Regions from separate parts of the Rattus norvegicus genome. Here region 1 is linked to region 2. Evidence: chromatin contacts called from public Hi-C data. All regions are on one chromosome and are shown on one strand. The core of a region is the stretch at or near the end of the contact, and the rest is flanking DNA. Distances in the headings are between cores, read along the strand shown. Region 1 has its middle 200 kb from the start of Tgfbr2. Region 2 has its middle 87 kb from the start of Tgfbr2.

Region 1 (2,817 bases), core at 271-2,770, 120 kb before region 2:
CTACATAAAACTATTACAACATAAAATGCATAACTAATGGATAATATACACTTTAACCATATTAAGTCATCTGTTGCACACAAAAGCTGGACTTAACTGTAAATGTACTGTCTTTGTTAGGTTTTCTATTGCTGTGATGGGACACCATGAACAAGAGTAACCTGTGGAGGACAGGGTTAATTCACCTCACAAAATATAATCAGTCACTGAGAGAGGTCAAGGCAGAAACCTGGAGGCAGGAGTGGATGCAAGGCCCATGGAGGATCGATGTTTTTCACTGCTCACTTGCTCACTCATGGATTGCTGGGCCTGGTTTCTTGTAGAAGTTGTGACCACCAGACCGGGATCGCACTTCCCACAGTAAGCTGGGTCCTCCCCCATCAATCATGAATTAAGAAAATGTCACAGGCTTGCCCCCAGGGCAATCTGATGGGGGCGTTTTCTCAATTGAGGTTTTGCCTTCCCAAATGACTTTACCTTGGGTGGAATTGCCTGACGTAAAACTCTCCAACACACATGCTATTTCAGACTGGGAAGCTCATGACCACTCTCTGCCCTTTAGAGTCAGTCATTTGCTATATGATGCAGAGGGATGTGCCAAAATCACGTGTGTGTGTTTGTGTGACATTTACATGTAAGTATTCAGGTAACAGGTGCCCTTGTGCCAAAGGCCAATATCAGATGTCTTCTTCAATTCTTCCTCGCTTTATCCTTTGAGGCAGGGTCCCTCACAGGGGACTGTGGTCTCACCATTTCAGTTAGTCTAAGGAGCCAAGAGCCACAGAGATTCCTCCTGTCCCTGCTTCCTGACACTGGGGTTACAAACAGGCCACCATGCCTATCTTTTTACATAAACTCTAGGGATCGAACTCAGGTCCTCAAACTATGGGGCGAGCACGTCACCAGCAGAGAGATCAGCCCAACTCCATGATTTGCGTTTCTGTGAAGAGATGGTGAAGAAACTCAGTGGTTTAGCTCTTCAGAGGACTAGAGTTCTGTTCCCAGCACCCAGGTGTGACAGCTCACAGCTACCTGTGACTCCGGCCCCAGCGGACCTATTGCTTTCTGCTGACCTCCTTGGAGTTAGAATTTCTCCAGCCCAGTTCTGACTAGTCAGGCAGCCATGATAACCACTGTGGAGACCCTTCTCTACTCTGAGCCCTGCCAACATAGCTAGAATGTCATGCTAATGTCAGAAATGACTTAAGAGAGCAGGAGAGTGGCAGACGATGATATGAAGCCATGAACGCCTGACCATAAAAATCACCATTTCACAGCCTCTCCTCAGCTTCTCCTGTCTGCTGATGCACTCTGCTAGTAGTAACAACCCTGCCTCTGAGGACAAGAGCCTTTAAAATCTCCCACAATTCAAAAGGGGGACACGGTGCAGCACGAGGCTAGCAAATGGGTTTCAAAACCTTTCTATCTGCCTGTTGAATGGGTCAGCTGGGAAATGAAGGGAAATGATTCACGGCCAACAGCTGTGTGAGCCGAGCAGGATTTGGCACATGGCCACCTTTTGCCAGTAAAAGCAGCGGCAGGCAGCCACAATCCTGCCTGAGTCCTGCTCACATAGGCCGCTCGCTCGGACTCTCTTCAAACTTCGCATTCACAAGAAAGCCTGACTGTCAGATGACCTGCGCATGTGCAGTTAAGCAAGCTTTTCCAGCTTCCACCCGGCAGCTTCAGCAAAGGAGAAAACAAACAGACCTTGAGGTGAAGCCTGCCATCTCTTTGTGGATTATCCCATTTTACAATCCAAAGACTGGGTCACTTCGAGGTGATAAACATCAGCCTCTCTGGGGAAGGAAGCAACACACACCTGGAAACCAAGCCTTTTCCAATGTAATTTGTCTATAAACTCACCGGACTTCAGGCTATTCTGGGACTTAACCAAAATACGTAAAGTGCTGAAATGACTCCATAGCATCTAATTACAAATTTCCAACTACCAGTGAGACATTTTAATGTCAACACAAGTCCCTGGTAGAACACTTTAGAAAGCCCATCTTTGGGTTCAATTCCTGGCACCTAACGTGGATTCAGTTTGTGACACTGAATTTATCTATTTTTATGACTTTTTTGGTTTTAACTATGTGTATATGTGGGGAAGGGGCCTTGCACACATGTGCACAGATGGCAAAAGAGGCTGAGAAGGGGGTGTCCGATCTCCTGGAGCTGGAGTTACAGGTTGTGAACCACCAAACCTGAGTGTTGGGAACCAAACCCAGGTTCCCCGCAAGAGCAGCAAACGCTTTTAAACACCAAGCCATCTCTCCACCCACAAGTTATCTAATTTTTGCAGTACCTGGGGACTTAGAAAGCCCGAAATTGCTAAATTCAAACTATCTAAAAGACAAATTTTGACTCTGCTCTGTGAGAAACCTTTCTTCTTGAAGAGAACATAAGCGAACGTTATATTTTGTGGAAGAAAATCATATAAAAATGTGTTTCTGTGAGAAGCCAAGGAAATGAAATGGGTGTCTTTTCAGTAGGCTTATGTAGAAGGCTTTTATATTCTAACCCCACCCCATCACCAAATGAGCTGTTTCTCTAGACAGAGTGCTGGCCATTTGGTTCCTACAGTCACTGTATTTATGAATCCAAGGAAATAAATCTAGAGAGCTATTTATCTGCAAAGCATATAAACAAATAACGGACAAACAGAAGTCAAATAAAAGAATATAAAATACATTTCCACTCCCAGGAAGCCTCCAAAAGGGGGATGTTTCGTTAGATTTAAAAAAAAAATCAAAATCACTTTGCTTTAAATTGAATATCAGTATCTTTTTTGGTTTTGGGGCATCAGTATCTTAA
Region 2 (2,908 bases), core at 230-2,729:
CACATTAAAAATGAGTGCTACCACACCCACCTGGCATTTGCTATTGGAAGTTAATCTCTTTTTCTCTACTCTGGCCATCTCCCTCCTTCAGAAGTGTATTCTTTCTTAATAAATCCTCTTGCACTGTCTAATGTTGTTCTTGTCCTCTGTCCAATTTCTTGTTCCGGAAAAAAAAAAAAAGAAAAGGAATCTAGAGTCCCTTGGGAATATTGACACAAAACCACTCACCTCAAAAGCAGCAAGAGGGAATTTACTCTGGAGTCAAACATGAGTGACTATGCTTGGGAACACAGATGCAGGTTACCCTGAATCCTATGTCCCAGCATGGCAATAGTTTCATGGAGTTTTAGTAGCAACAGAACCAACAGTCACAGACCTTGGACACTCTTCAAATACATCAGTGGAGACATCAGGTTGGCGGTGACAGCAAAGTAGGGGAATTCCCATCGTAGGCCTCGGATTCTATCTGATGCTATCCTCAGCTTGTGGTTGGTGGAAACTGGTGATCTGTCCATACATTCCAAAAGGTTGTATGTGTTAGTTATGAGAATGTTGGGTCCGAAATAGAGATGGCCAAGGAATGGCTGCTGAGAAAGCTAAAGATAGCCCAAGATGAATTGAGGCACTGGGAGCAACATTGATGTTCTGATCGGTTAATCAGATCTCTAGAAAGTTCAGCACATGATGCCACACTTTTTAGGAACTCTTGTTCGCAGGTGTTTCCCACTAATATCTAACTGCTGTCATTATTACTGGGATCTTACTTTAGACCTCCCTCCCCTCCCCCACCCCCTACCCCATGGTCTCCACAGGAAGAATTCAAAGGAGACATGGAGATGAATGCAGAAGACAGGGTTTATCACAGAGTAAGGTGGATCAGGTTGAAGGGATGAGAGCAGACAGCAGGCAGGAAGGAACCCACTCGGGGGTGGGGGGAGTGGCCAGTAGCTCAAGAGACCACTGAGCAAACCGACATCGTTTTAGGTTGCCAATGTATTATCTCTTAAAGTCTCTCAGACAGAAAACTTCCTGAGAGATATCTTCCCGAGCAGGTGATTGACAGGCCCATCTGCATCAGTCTTTAAGCAGGAGCAGTGGTGCACATGGTTCTTTACCCATGTTTTTATCCCATTAGGAATCTTACAGTCTTTCTGCGCTTTGGAAAATCACATCTCCACCCAAGGCCAGAGATAGAACTCAGCCTGTTTTCTGACCAGTAATAACTCGACTTCTGTTCTTGGCTTTAGCTGCTACTGATTATCAGGAAGGACTCTATTCTGTATGCCCCCCACCCCCCAGGCTTTGCAAATCTGGATAGCTCTCTAATAGCCACAGCCTGTGTCGGGCTTCCTGGAGCATAATTTGAAAGTTTGTAAGATGTTTCTTAAGAGACTCGAAGGAGACACTGAGCCCAACTCCGCTCAAACCACAAAAGCCTCAGAGACTGATGTCTGTGGGTTTCCCCTGCTCTAATACCAAGGCCTCGTGAGCAATCAGGTAGCTATGCTGTTACCAAACCTGGGTGGATCTGAGACACTTCACAGAAGATACACTTCACAGGCCTACACCCTGCAGGCGCTGTGTGTGGGTGTTGCACTCCCCAACCCCCGCCACACACACACCCCATTGCGTATGGGTGTTACACTCATTTATTCTCCAGAGACAGTATTAGCCAAAAAGATCCACAAACAACAGAAGAAGACACCAAGGTCAGGTGGAGGGTGGGGAAGCTCAGCAGAGCAGTATCCACTGAGCGGGGAGGCCATGTGGTTCTGTCGCTGGAGAAGAAAGATATCATTTTACCTCTATATGACGGCTCCTGATTGTTCTGTTATCTGGTGTGATGTTGAAGGCTGACACAACCCCTTCATTAATTATTACAGAGAGAGGAAAAAAGAGATCAGGCCACGGTGCCTGCCTGCCATCCCAGAACCAGAGAGGCTAAGATAAGAGAATCGCTGTGAGTTTGAGGATAGCCTGGGCTATACAGTGATAAGTTTCAGGTTAGCCTGAAACATGTTAGGGAGCATGCTCAGGTGGGCAGATCTCTGTGAGTTTGAGGCCATTCTGATCTACAGATCAACATACAACAACATTTCAGGGTGACAGAGGCTATGTAATGAAACTGTATCAAATTAATAATAATAATAATGTTATTATTATTATTAAAAATAATGATGAAGATGATGATTTTAAAAGGAGCTAAGAGCAAAGATAAGGAAAAAGTAGAAAGGGAAGTGTTTTGTCCAGGGCACAAAACAAACTTTAAAAGTAGATAGTGTAGATGGAACCGACTCTGCTGTGCATGGGTTTACTTTGCTTAACTGTTTTTTTGTACTTTTTTCCTTCTGTCTAAAGATTGTTCTGTAGCCCAGGCTACCCTGGAGCTGGGTTGTGGCTTCCCTTTCCACTTTCTTTCCTTTTCCTTCCTGCCTTTCTGCTTTCCCTCTCTGTCTCCTTCCCTCCCTCCCTTCCACTATCCCTGCCCTCCCTCCCTCCCTTCCTTCTCTCTCTCTCCAGCATCTCACATAACCTAGAGTGGCCTGGACTTATCTACTCTTGCTTCCTGATTCTCTTGCCTCTTCCTCCCAAGGCTGGGCTTGCAGGACCGCGCCACCACATCCTGCCTTAAACTCATGATGTTTGCTTTATGCTGCTGCTGCTGCTGCTGCTGCTGCTGCTGCTGCTGCTGCTGCTGCTGCTGCTATCCCATACAGTCATCTGCCCACATTTTGCTGTTACTTTGACACAAGTGAAGTAGTTCCTATTTGGGCTTAGCACAGGTTAGACTTCTAGCCTCAATGCTTAAAAATTGGAAAAATGTCTTTACCATTCCTGAACCACAGTTTCTGTGAAGCAGGGGCGTGGGGAGACAGTAGCTGAAGATGGACGGTAGGTGAGGTGGAAG

What was found. A called contact is a pair of places that touch in the nucleus more often than the background predicts.
Region 1: a Hi-C map of the A7r5 cell line shows a contact between it and region 2, with 1.5 times the contacts expected there. The contact joins two enhancer-like sites. A contact is called at or near these places in 2 of 12 Hi-C or Micro-C datasets (the A7r5 cell line and mammary epithelial cells).

What each region holds. Positions count from the first base shown.
Region 1 is chr8:124,964,679-124,967,495 of GRCr8, reverse strand. No RefSeq gene overlaps it. Among named protein-coding and RNA genes, the nearest start is that of Tgfbr2, 200 kb to the right of the region's middle. Within about 2 kb of position 1,520, at least 35 of the 93 cell types and tissues checked have an H3K27ac peak or open chromatin away from gene starts, as enhancers often do. A contact at or near this core is called in the A7r5 cell line, where this site is marked.
Region 2 is chr8:124,846,717-124,849,624 of GRCr8, reverse strand. No RefSeq gene overlaps it. Among named protein-coding and RNA genes, the nearest start is that of Tgfbr2, 87 kb to the right of the region's middle. Within about 2 kb of position 1,479, at least 11 of the 93 cell types and tissues checked have an H3K27ac peak or open chromatin away from gene starts, as enhancers often do. A contact at or near this core is called in the A7r5 cell line, where this site is marked.